Regions from separate parts of the Gossypium hirsutum genome. Here region 1 is linked to region 2. Evidence: chromatin contacts called from public Hi-C data. All regions are on one chromosome and are shown on one strand. Each heading gives the region's core, a stretch centred on a gene start, on an enhancer-like site or on the middle of the called end of the contact. The rest is flanking DNA. Distances are from core to core; before and after follow the strand shown.

Region 1 (6,326 bases), core at 2,368-4,867, 51 kb after region 2:
AAATTTAATTTTGTCATTAATGTTTTACATTGTTTTTGTTTTGGTCACTCTACATTAAATGGTTAAGCAACATTTTTCTAATTGGTATAATAACACATTTAGTCATCAATAATCACATATTTTAAAAAAAAAATTAATCTTAATCCTAAATAATTAATAAATTTAACTCTCCACAAAACACATATAATTAAATATAAATAAAATAAATTATTATTATATATAAAAACACAATTTATCCCGAAGTCCATTATAATTCTCTCATTTTGGCTTGAAGGTTTTCAAGTTGGTGAATTTTCCCGGCGAGGTCTTATAACTGAAAAGGGACGTTTTCAATTTGTTTACCACAACAATATCCCTCCGTTAAACCCAATTTTCAGAAGCTCATAACCCCCATTTCCATATCTCTTTGAAATTCATAATCTAACATCGGGTGTGTGTTTTCTTGGATCCAACCCCAAGACTGAAATGGCGTCATCCAGTGGTTCAGACTCCCGTCTCTTCTTGTGCCGTCATTACCAAAATCACGTCCTGTCGTCCAACAACTTCCTTGACCCTCTCTCTCTCTTATTATCTTCATTTTGTTTCTCAAGTGTTTGATGTATCAAGCTTCTTGTTTTACTACCCAGGTTTCAGTTCTTTGTTCTTTAGTTTAGGAGGAAATATTTCCTCCAATCAGTGTATATATTAATATTTCATTAACTATAGAGTTGTGGTTAACCTTTAGAATTAACTAAAAAACAGTCGGACGATTTGATGAGTGTGTAAATTTCTTTTTCTTCGCCAAAATTTATTAGGTTTCATTCATCGTCCACAGTTGATGATGTGGTATTTTGGTTCTCTAATATGTCGAAACCATTTTTTGAAAATAAAAAATTTAGGTTGTCGACCTAAAAAAATGAAAATTTGGGAGTCGCCACCAATCTTTTATTGAGGTGTGATTGGATCACCTAAAAAAACAGCTTTGGTCTACGAGTTTTAGAAAAAGGGATTCGGGAGTCAGTTACGTACGAGGAAGGATTAGCACCCTCGTAACGCCCAAAATTGGTACCTAGTTAATTAATTAGTATCTTAAGGTCGAGAATTTAGAAAAAACGTAATCCTTAGCAAAACTTAAAAGGCTACGTATTAAGACCCTTATTATTTCAGAGAAAGAAGATACCACACCCAATGCGTTAGGGCACAACATTCTAATTTTCCCCAAAATGAATTGGGCCAAAATACTTGTACAATAAAACTTTAAAAGAACATCCACTCATCCAAGATTTAAGAAATCACACCCAATACGTTACGGCACGATTCCTCTAGAATCCCAAACTCGGAATATTCCCTTTACTTTAAAAGAACATCCACTTATCCAAGATTTAAGAAATCACACCCAATACGTTAGGGCACAATTCCTTTAAAATCCCAAACTCGGAATATTTCATTTATTATTTTTTAAAAAAATCTTCATTTCGAGAAATCAATGCGTCACATCCAATACGTTAGGACACAACGTGTTGAATTCCCAATAATGAGTTTTTATGTTTTTTGATTGAAGAGAAATGCTCGATTGTCGGATTTAACGAAGAAAATCGGAACCCAATACGTTAGGGTTCAATTCCCTTGAAAATCCTAAATACGAACATTATCTCAATTTAAAAAAAATTTCTATCTTTAAATTTGAGTAAAAAATTATGTAACGTGATTTTATACATATAAATGCTATAATAATAATAACAATAATAAATACATCATCGACATAAAAATAATATAAGCAAATGAATAAAACGAAATAAAAAAAGGATAATCCATGACATGCAAAATATTAAATGTAAACACAATTATACAATGGATGGGATAGCAAACAAATAAATAAGGATCAAAAGATGTACACATGGAAATTATGAAGATTAAAAATATACATATAATTTACAAATAAAATTTTAGGTTATAGAATTTATATATAAATACAACACATAATATACTTATGAAAATAAGGAAAAAAATAAGTATATTTTAAAAAAGGAAAAAAAGGTGAGTATTTAATCACTTAAAAACGTAAATATATACATATATATATATATGAAAATATTCATTTAAAAAAAAGAAAATATTCGTTTTTAAAAATATATATATGTGTACATATAAAAGGAATATATATAAATAAAAAAATTAGAATAAAAATAATAATTACACTATTAATTAATAAAATAAATAAAAAGAACATAAAAAACTAAATTGAATTGCAATTAAAAAATCTGGGGTAAATCCACAAATAAATAAAAGTAAAAGGACTAATTTGAACGCGCGAGTTACATAGAGGGGCTGGAAGGGAAATTTTCCCTTCTCCTCTAAAACAGCAGCGTTCAAAAGGATTAAATTGGAATTTAAAATAAATAAAAGGGTAAATTAAAAAAATAAAAAACTTAATTACAAAAACATTAAAAGGCGGAGGGGCGAAATAAAAATAGAATAAAATTCGAAATGGTATCACCTTCTCCTTTTTTTTAAAATCGTAAATAAGTAAAAAATAATCGAACGAAAAAAATAGTAAGCCACCTTTAAAAAACTGCCAATCGTTCTTTTTTTTATTATTTCTCCTCCCTCCCTTTTCTCTTTTTTTTTTTTACAATGAAGGGAGAGGCCTCTATTTATAGCTGAGCCTCCCCAAATCCAACGTTACAGATCAGTTACATCAACGACTGAGATTAAATGGTATCTACAAATTAAATCTCTAATATTACAAAATCATATATTCTAAGATTGCATATCATATCTAAGATTGCATATATCATATCTTGGATTACATACCATATCTAAGGTTGCATATTCTCAAAAATTATGTTTCCATATGTGAGCTCGAGCTAAAATTGAGTATTACATAATCAATTTGACTATGTTTGGGGAAGCAAAAGTGTTGAATTTGTAATTTGAGCACAGCAGGTAATCCTCAAAGAGTAGTTGTACATTCGAGATGTTGCCTGCCTCCCACCATAAGTAGCAGTGTGAGGAACTAGTCCCTTTTGAGTGATTTCATTAGAGTTTTAGTACTTGATAATTTTTTGTAATACCCATTGATGATGATGTTACAACCATCAAATCAAAAACCTTTCTCGCCTCATCCAAACCACTCGATATAATAACATCAACAAGCCATGGGCCCTCTTTAAGCTCATAAATATCACATATTACAAAAACCAAGAGCAAATTTCAAGGTGCTTAAAACATAGTAGTATAAATTGATAGACAAGTTCAGTGTTGGAAATGTTTGAAAATGAAGCTATCTGCATATAGAGAATAGTCTTTTTTATTATTAGGCCTTGAACTATGAACAAACATGTTGAGCTTACAAATCAGCAATACCAAAACAGGTCAATTAGTTCTCCATCAAAAGGCATCATTTTACAGAAAAATACCAAAACTTGAACATAATGGTTGGGTACAAGATGACGTGTCAAACCAACCAAAGAAATCCAGAAATAAAAAAGTTTGAAAATAAAATTTTTGGCCAAGAGAAAGAAACCTCTTTTGCTCTTCAATTTTGTAGACAAACAGAAATCTACTGTTAAGGGCAACTCTACAATTAATAAGATATTAATATAACCCACATGTCAAATTATGATTGGAGGGGCACAAATAAGGGGCAGGGGATTTTTATCCTGAAATCTGTGTTTTGTGCCCGACCTGCAGCATGGCCTTGGTCTCACTGTAACCTGTCAATTCGGCAACTTCTGGACCGACCTGCATCCGCCTTCTGTCCTTCCGCTACCATGAATGTGCTTTGCGAGCAATGCAGCAAATACCTATTAATGGAAACTTGTTAATACCTTCATTCATAGCAATAGATAGGGCCTTGAAAATTGATTTTGAAAAATGCTCTAGAAAATGACGAAATACTTTTGAAAAATTTAAGTGTTTGGTAGTGTTGTCAAAAAATATTTTTAAAGAATAAAATGTCCATTTTAGATATTATATTATAAAGTAATAAATATGTATTTAAATAATGTTCAAATTAGTTAATATTATGATATTTTAGTAAAAATATAAAAAATAATTTATTATAACTTATTGTTAATATTTTAATATATAATATTAATTTTAAATATTTCTAAATAATTAATATTAATTATTTATTAAATTTAATTAGAATATATAAACTATATTTAAATATAATAATTAAACATTTGTAATTAGATATTGACACAATTGAATTATTATAAAAATTATTTTTTATTTTTAATTAATGCTTTTAACATATTTGTATTATTTTATTTTAAAATGTATTTGAATATATAACTCATATTAGATATTAACATAACATAGAAAACATAAACCTAACAAATTAAAATATTACATATATTTGGATTAAAGTTTTAAAAAGGGATAATATTTATATACCAATTATAAATGCTAAAAATTTTACAATAACGTTTACAATTTAAAGTGAATTCATTAAACTAGAAGCTATAGCATCTCTTGTTAATTCCATTTCAAAACCACTTAAATTTTTTGATTCATCGTCATAATCACTATCATCATCATTGTCGTCATCATCATTATTTTCTCGACCATGTGCATTTTCTAAATCAATAATATTCTCATATGCCCAGTTAATATCTTCGTATTCCAAAAAATCTGCATCATTTCGACCGACATGTTTTCGGATAAAATTGTGTATCATCATTGTAGTAACAACGATCATCGTTTGCTTTTCAAAACTATAACTTGGCATATCCCTTAAAATGACCCTTTTTTTTTCAAAACACCAAAAGTTCGTTTAATCACATTACGTAATGATGAATGTGAATGATTGAATATCTCTTCTTTACCATATATCGATCTACCCCTACGAAAGTTAAGTAAATGATATTGCTGACCTCTATATGGTCCAAGATAACCTTTCATTTGAGGATATCCAGAATCAACAAGATAATATTTTCCTACAAATCATAATATACCAAACAATTAATTCAAGATTTTTTTTATAAAAATTATCAATTAAAGAACTTATACTTTATTATTTAAAAAATCACATATAAATAAAATATCTAACCATTTGTTGCATCAAGAAATATTCTAGTGTCATGTGCCGATCCTTTTCATCCAGCCATGACAAATGTGAAACACATATTAAAATCACTTATTGCCATAACATTTTGAGTCGGATACATTTTCTTCCAATATAGGGAATTTGTTCATTTGATGGAAGAATAGCCGCAATGTGAGTACCATCAATTGCACATATTTTTAGTTGACCAAATATATCAAACTATAATAATATAAAATTAAATTTTAACCTTAAAATGCGACATATATCTAGAATCTTTACGTATTTGTTCGGGTATTGAGCTAAAAAAAGGATTTTCAGGTGCAATTAGATCAGTGGCCATCCTTGAAACTTTCTCAAGCACAACTGCAAAGTGTCGACTTATTGTTAATCCAGACCTTTGAAATTTTTCTCGACATTGGGAAACTTTTGCACCGGTGCCCAAGATGTATAAAAAAATTCCCAACATTTCACTAGAAGATATGTTTCTTGAAGTTTGCAAGTTGTATCTTGTCTCCAAAACTCTCAACAAACTTGTGAATACCATTTTAGACATCCTAAAATTAATCATTCAACGTGATTCGTGACCGTCAAGGATCTCTCGGATCCATATCTCACCTGACTGTTTTAAATCCATGTATGGTTGGCTCAATATATACTTCTCGTAATATAATTGCACGGAAGAAGATGCAACAACAAATAATCAGTTAAAACATTCTATGCGTTGTAAAATTTTTTTTTTCCCTTTCATCATCACCGCTGTAATCGTCAACTATACTCATCACCTGTGAATAAATTTACTTTGTAAAATTATATATAAACAACTATTGATAAAACTAATTTAGTAAAAATAAGTAGAACATAAATTCAATATCTAAAGACCAAACATAAACAAATATTAATAAAACTAGATTACACATAAATAAGTAGAACATAAATTCAATATCCAAAAACCAAACATAAATAACTATTGATAAAACTAGTTTAGCATTGTCAGCTAGTCACATAATAGATATCTTTGAACCCTAGAAGATCAGAAAATTTTCAACTATCCTCCATTTCTGTCTTAAGCCATAAAGCTCTAATCTTGGGATTAATTGATAAAAACATAATTCGCTTGTCCTTATAGAGCAGTAATTTAAGTGCGAAAAAGTACAGCGGACTAGCTTCTGGAACTTCTTTCGACATGCTGTCAAGCATTTTGACTGCTAGTGGAATACCATATGGATCCATAACAGGAGTCAAACTAGATGTGGCTTGACTCATATTGTCAGTTGCACTGCATAATTTTTCTATT
Region 2 (6,495 bases), core at 2,068-4,567:
AATGCCTAATGAACTATCTCAACAATTTCTAATTATCTTTGAATGCTAAAAAAGGGGCAAAAGATATAAAATTCCTAGGAGTTACCTTCAAGGTGGAGTCTTTGCTTCCACTTAAAAGAAGCCTGCTATCTGCAGACCAGCTGAAGAACAACATGCAAAATACTTATTAATCCTGAGACATAAGACAAGAAACATGGAAACAAACTATAGAAACAGCTCAAACCTGATTTGATAAACAGGCCCAACATGACCTCGGAATGCAGCAACAAATTCTCCAGTAGTACCATTCCATAGCTTGACTGATTTATCAAATGACGCACTAGCCACCCATTGCCCATCAGGTGAGAAATAAACATGGTTTACAAGCTGCAAACAACAAAAAGAATGTACGAATTTACTTCTAAGCATGAAGAAGTCAACAATTTGGTTCACAATCAGACAGAGTTAGCAGCAGCATATGTCGTACCTGTTGATGACCGGTCATCCGAACTTTGTGGTGTTTGCTGACAGCAGGTTCCCATAGGAACATGGTAAAGTCATCAGATCCTGATACCAATCTCTCTGGGGCATTACCTTTCATTTTGTTGTATCTTTCTAGAGCAACCTAAATTATATAAGGAAATTTAATTGCTTTATTTCTTTTAATTGATTTTTTACGGAAGAAATTATGACACCAAATAACACTACCTTCTTCATTTCTTCCGGAGATGAATATTGTTTACCAGTATGATCAAAAGCTCCAGTGCGAAGAACATATTCTGTGCTTAATGCAAGGGAGTTAACCCAATGCCCGTGACCCTACAAAAAGTAGCAAAAGCAAATGAATTCTGTAATATGAAATTTCATAGTGTATACAGTAGCAATTTGATGTATAGACATGAAAATGGGCAGTTTAATGATAAACGTGACAGAAATTTTCTAGAAGATGCAAGAAATCACCTTCAATTCACGAATTAGCTTCCCTTGTGAAGTTTCCCACACTTTGATAGTACAATCCTGGGACCTTCAGCCAGTTTGACAAAAGGAGATCATTAGTAAGCAGTTGAACTTTAAATAAGGCTGTCAATTGGCAAGATGACTAGATGATCAACAAAGTGCTTGTTATTTCTGTCATTCCCAAGGAAAACAGAGATTCCACTTTCATGGAACAGAGTGAAATGACAACAGAAAATATTATCAGAATCAAAGAAACAGAACAAATTGTACCCTGTATATATGACCCCATCTCCACCCCACTTCACACAAGTTACAGCAAGTGTGTGGCCACTGAGACAAATAACACATTTCTTTAAGGAAATATCCCATATGCGGGCATCACCATCTTTGCTCGCACTTACAAAGCGACGGCACGGAGCATTTAGATGTACAGGTTCCCATGAGATACCGGTGATCCATTTCTTGTGGCCCTATAGCGGAATCCATGTATTAGCAACATGTTTATATGAGTAAGACAATAGAATAAACACAAAGAAATTATTATTACATTGCTTTTTTACCAAATCCATGCGATAGAGTTTCAGTTTAAAGAGGTCAAGAAACCATACCGAATTATTAAAAAAATAATGTAGTTATTCAAGAGTAAAGACTTTACAGTCAGTGGATTGCCAGCAGGCTTCCCTGTTTGTGGGTCCCAACATTGTAGTTCCCCAGACTTGCTGCCACTGACAAGATGTTTACCATCAGGAGACCATGCGATACAGAGAACCCAGTTTTTATGTCCTGAAAAAAAAAAATCAGAAGACAAATGATTATCATAAAGCAAAGAAATACAATGAGTGCAAAGAATTGCAATAGCATGAACTTCATGTTACATGGCATCCATTTTTCCAATTCCATTTGTACGAGTAAATAGTTCTCTGGTGTTCAAACAACTTTACAGTCAAGCTGACTAAGAAAACAGTATCAAATATGAATTTTCTAACCTGTGCATGTAAACATTGGTGTCTGGGTATTTAGGTCCCATAGTCGGACAGTGGTATCACCTGAGCCACTTGCCAACTGTCGTCCATCAGGACTAAACGCAACAGAAAGTACTGCTTCAGTATGACCTATTGTGACAAAGCAACAACAAAGATTAAGGATAACCAATCCAATTACGCTAAAGGAATGCTAGTAAACATTTTATACCTAATTCATCCATATAAAGAAAAATATGAATAAGTTAAACGGAACTGCTTTTTAGACAGGAAAATTAGCTGAGCCTGAATCAGAAAAAAATAATTTCTTTGAAGTTTGATGATATCATCACATCAAGAGCCCACGCAAGACACAACAAGCAACTTGTTTCTTTCTTGAGCATGCAAACCCATGATTTCAACATTCGTTTGATAAAGTTTTGATAGCAAATATATATCAATCTCATACCAGCAATTGTAGCTGAACACCGATTAACCGGACGAATCCTGAAAACTGCCTGCGGTTGATAAACTATCGACAGTGTTTTCTCCATGGAAACTGAAAAGTTGATGATCCAAATTAACCAGACAATAATAGGTTAAGGATAATGAGAAATGTAAAAGAATCAAGTAGTGGAAGCAACACTGTCACACATTCACTTTCATCAGCTCGCAAACTGACCTTTATTCTTCTCCAAGTAATTTCCAAGCGGCACAAGAAGCTCTTGATTAGATATATAAAATGCATACGGTAACTTCTCCTCCTGAAGAAAGGAAACCCAAATAGCAAAGTTCATCACTCTCGCAGCTCTAGAAGCATTTTATTATCATGACAAATTAAATCACTTTGGAAAGAAAAACAGGCATAAAGAATGATAAAAAAAAATCAATTCTAAATAATTCAAAGACAAATATAAAAGAAATTGCATGAAACTTTGAATACAATGCATCACACGTAAATTAAACGAAAAATCAAAAATTAACTTGGAACCAGTTAGAACCAAATATCAAGCACTGAAGCAGACAATATAAAGAGGTTACATTTTTTAGGAGAGTATTGACGATCTGTTGAAGCTGAATAGGACCGACGTTCTGGGGAAGGTACATGGTGCCTCCCAGGGTGGTCCCTTCCGGGTCTGTTAATACGCACATAACGCTTTTCCCCGTCTCTCCTTGCTCTGTTTCCACCTCCATTTTCTCTTTTTCCTTCTGTTTGCTGTTGTGATGAAAATGGGGGCTTCGGAAGGGGACTAGGTGGTTTTAAGAAGATTTAGGGGTTTTGGTTACTACCGAATTGGAAATGGAGATTGGGAAAATTTAGGGTTAAGGGTTTTACTGTCGGAGGTTTAAAGGGGCGGTGGTAGGTTGTGATGAGATTCACTGGAAATGGATGCGGCTTACCTATGTGGCCACATCATTTGCCCTTCAATAGAACTCTTGAAATGATGCTTTTTTCAACTTTGATTGAGTAATTTAATTGTCATCATCACTCATCACATCATTGCTAATGGACAGTCTGCCATGTGATCTGGTGTTGATTATATTAAGGCCCAACCCAATCGTTCATCGGATTACGACAGGGTGACGTGTTGAGCCCATACTTGTTGTTTTCGTTTATAGTGAGCATTTCGAAGGGGCAAACCGGGAAGAGAGGTAGAATCAGGTGAGAGCAAGACACATCAAGTTTTTTGTAAACAACGAAAACAACTGTGATAATGAAGGAGTCTTTGGTGGATGAGTTAATTCTGATAATAAGAGGAAATGTCTCGCATTCTATAAGTTCCAAGTACCAATAGACCTGATTTACTGACGGTAGTCGATAATGGGTTAGAATAAAAGGGTTGCATTCTGAGGTTTCACAGATAAGTTATAGGTATGACATGGAGGTGATTATGGGTCGGGTCGGGTTGATCCAGAAAAAAATTTGGTCCGCATCCTAGGCCTGGGCCCATCTGGCCCAAAATATAGGCCTAAAATTTTGTCCAGGCCCGGCTCAGGAAAAATTCCTAAGTCCGAGCTCGGCCCGGCCCGGTCTAATTTTTTAATAAATACAAAAAAATTATTTTAAAAATAAAAAAATAAAAAAAGTATTTTAAAAGTATTTTAAAAATATTTTAAAAATAAAAAATATATATTTATTATATTCGGCCTGGGTCAAAGAAGTGGTGCCCGAGGCCCGGCCCATTTTCTAAACGGGCCTTTTTTTGCCCAAACTCATATTTCGGGCCTATATTTTTACCTGAACCCTCCCATATTTCGGACGGGCCGTCGGGCCGGACCGGGCCTCCCGACCCATGATCACCTCTAGTATGACATGCTTCCTAATCCCTAATTCATTATGTTGTAATTATGTTATTAGTTAGTTTTAATTAGGATGACAATAAAATTTGAGAAATTGAAAATTCACCTAATCTAATAACTATGTTATTTCAACTAAACCAATTGTTTTTTATTTAATTAATTTTTATGATGTAAAAATTAATATTTTATATAAAATAGTGAAAGAAACTTAAAAGTTCTATATAAATATATATATTTAAAACAACCATATAAATTTTAATGATTATTTTTATTTACTTGATTTGTTTAGAAATATTTTAAAAAAAAAACTTTGAAATTTTATCAAATAATATCCCAACAAGGGTAAAAAAAATTATTTTGTCAAAATAAAATAAAATTAAAAAAAACAATAACCAAATTAAACGTAATTATGATAGATGATTAAAATCTAATCAAATTTAGCTGTTATCACTCTCACCCCTAGTTTTGGTGACAAAAAACTTTTAAGTAGAGCATTGCATTCATTGGTGAAAATGTGTTGAGAGTTTGCGAGTCTAAACGCAAATGACGGACTTGGCTTGGTCGGAGTTATGCGAGTCCAAGGCAAATGGTGAACTTGCCTTTTGTGATATGGCCAAGTTCAATATAGTATTGTTAGCAGATCATGGATGGAGGCTTTTGTTCAACCCCACTTCATTGGTAACAAGAGCGACTAGATCTAAATATTATCAATCTACAGATTTCATGAGAGCAAGTTTAGGGACAAACCCTTCTCTCATTTGGAGAAGTATTTGGAGTGCTTAAGGCTTTATGAAAGTAGGATTGAGATGGAAAGTTGGGTGGTGTCATTGCATCTTAATTTGGAATGACGGTTGGTTGCTTGGCAACTTGCAAGATAGAAATGACTGTGGTAAGTAATTATGTTGAAATAATTTCAAATTTGATTAACACAAATGATCTTTTTCTGACTCGCAATCAGGCGAAAAATGTTATGGTGTATAAAGGTGAGAATGCATACTTCTGGTCGATGTGAAGGGACTACAAGTTGTTGACTATAAACACCTTAGATAGCTATGGTCTAGTTAATTTATTTCTTGATACTAAAAATTATTATAGGCACATTTGAAATATTACAACTTTCACAAAAATTAAAACCAACAGTTAGAAAATCCATTACAACTATTGTAACACGCCTCATCTGTCTCAACGTATGGTACGAATAAGAGGTGCCACTAGAGCTATAAAAAATCTTGGAGTTATTTAAAATTTCAAATATCAAAAACATTTAGGGTTAATGGCATGGATGACCCCTATACTTTGGGGTTTGTTCTAATGTGGTACCCAAAGTTTCAAAATGTCCAATTAAGTACTTGTACTTTCTTTTTGTTAACTAATGTAGTACCTGACCCTAACGACGTCAAGATTTGTGCTACCATGGCGTGTCGCTCACTCGGAACACGTCACATGTCCAAATATTGACCCTTGATCGCATTTCGTAAGCCCTTTTCTGCAATATTACCTTTTTCTTTTATTTTCCTTAAAAAATCAAATAAATTAATTTCTCAAAATTTTATTGATTTAATTTGAAAACAAATAATGAAAGTAAATGAGAATTAAAGGAAAAGTTATATAAAAAAAACCCAAAAACAATTGAGTCATCTCTTTATCCTAAGAAAGACTATTGAACTGAAAAAATTGAAGAAAGTCTTCTGCATCCACAAGCATGATTTCTCTATAAACGAGTAATCTTACATTCTAACCAGAAAGTCCCATTGCTTTGTAGCCATTTGTAAATTTCAACTCTAACAGTAATAAAAAATATGACATTCAATACCCTAAAAATTGTACAAAAACCTCATACATTGAAGAAATATAAGTACAGTACCAGAGGAGTCCAATGTGAAACTTTTTTTCTTTTAGATATATTGTATCTTTAAAAAACTTTCTGAAATCATTCCATTCAAAGGAAATTGTTTGTGAAATTATTTTTTTATTACAAAAAAGCATACTTTTTTTGTTGATACCATGTAAATTATTTATTTTTATTGGTCTAATAACAAATTTAGTTCTTCAATATTTATACCTTCTATAAATTGAGTTCTAATTCTAAAAAAAAAAGTTAATCCTCAATATTTACAAAATTTTTCAATTTAATCCTAATTGTTGGCCTTTTTTTTTCTCTCTAAGTATATTCTTTTATGCTCTTAATTGGTGTTATTCAATGCATGAAAACTCAAAGGTTTCTAGTTTCTTATGCCGGAAAGATTATATAAATTGTTGATAAAGTTTTTTTTTTAACATTTTAGATTAAACAGTGTTT

What was found. Hi-C and Micro-C count contacts between places; a contact is called where the count stands out from the background.
Region 1: a Hi-C map of leaf shows a contact between it and region 2, with 2.0 times the contacts expected there. The contact joins the enhancer-like site here to the promoter of LOC107900765 in region 2. A contact is called at or near these places in 12 of 34 Hi-C or Micro-C datasets (callus, hypocotyl, leaf and 1 more).

What each region holds. Positions count from the first base shown.
Region 1 is chrD08:53,411,369-53,417,694 of Gossypium_hirsutum_v2.1, forward strand. LOC107900761 reads right to left here. Exons shown (of 2, transcript XM_016826464.2): 2 at 5,968-6,326. The coding sequence ends at 6,074. Among protein-coding and RNA genes, the nearest start is that of LOC107900762, 4.5 kb to the right of the region's middle. Within about 2 kb of position 3,618, at least 6 of the 9 cell types and tissues checked have an H3K27ac peak or open chromatin away from gene starts, as enhancers often do. A contact at or near this core is called in hypocotyl and leaf, where this site is marked.
Region 2 is chrD08:53,360,590-53,367,084 of Gossypium_hirsutum_v2.1, forward strand. LOC107900765 (notchless protein homolog) reads right to left here and starts at 3,318. Exons shown (of 13, transcript XM_016826468.2): 1 at 2,937-3,318; 2 at 2,578-2,659; 3 at 2,365-2,454; 4 at 1,923-2,048; 5 at 1,592-1,719; 6 at 1,207-1,406; 7 at 940-1,003; 8 at 688-798; 9 at 467-604; 10 at 224-366; 11 at 86-140. The coding sequence starts at 3,089.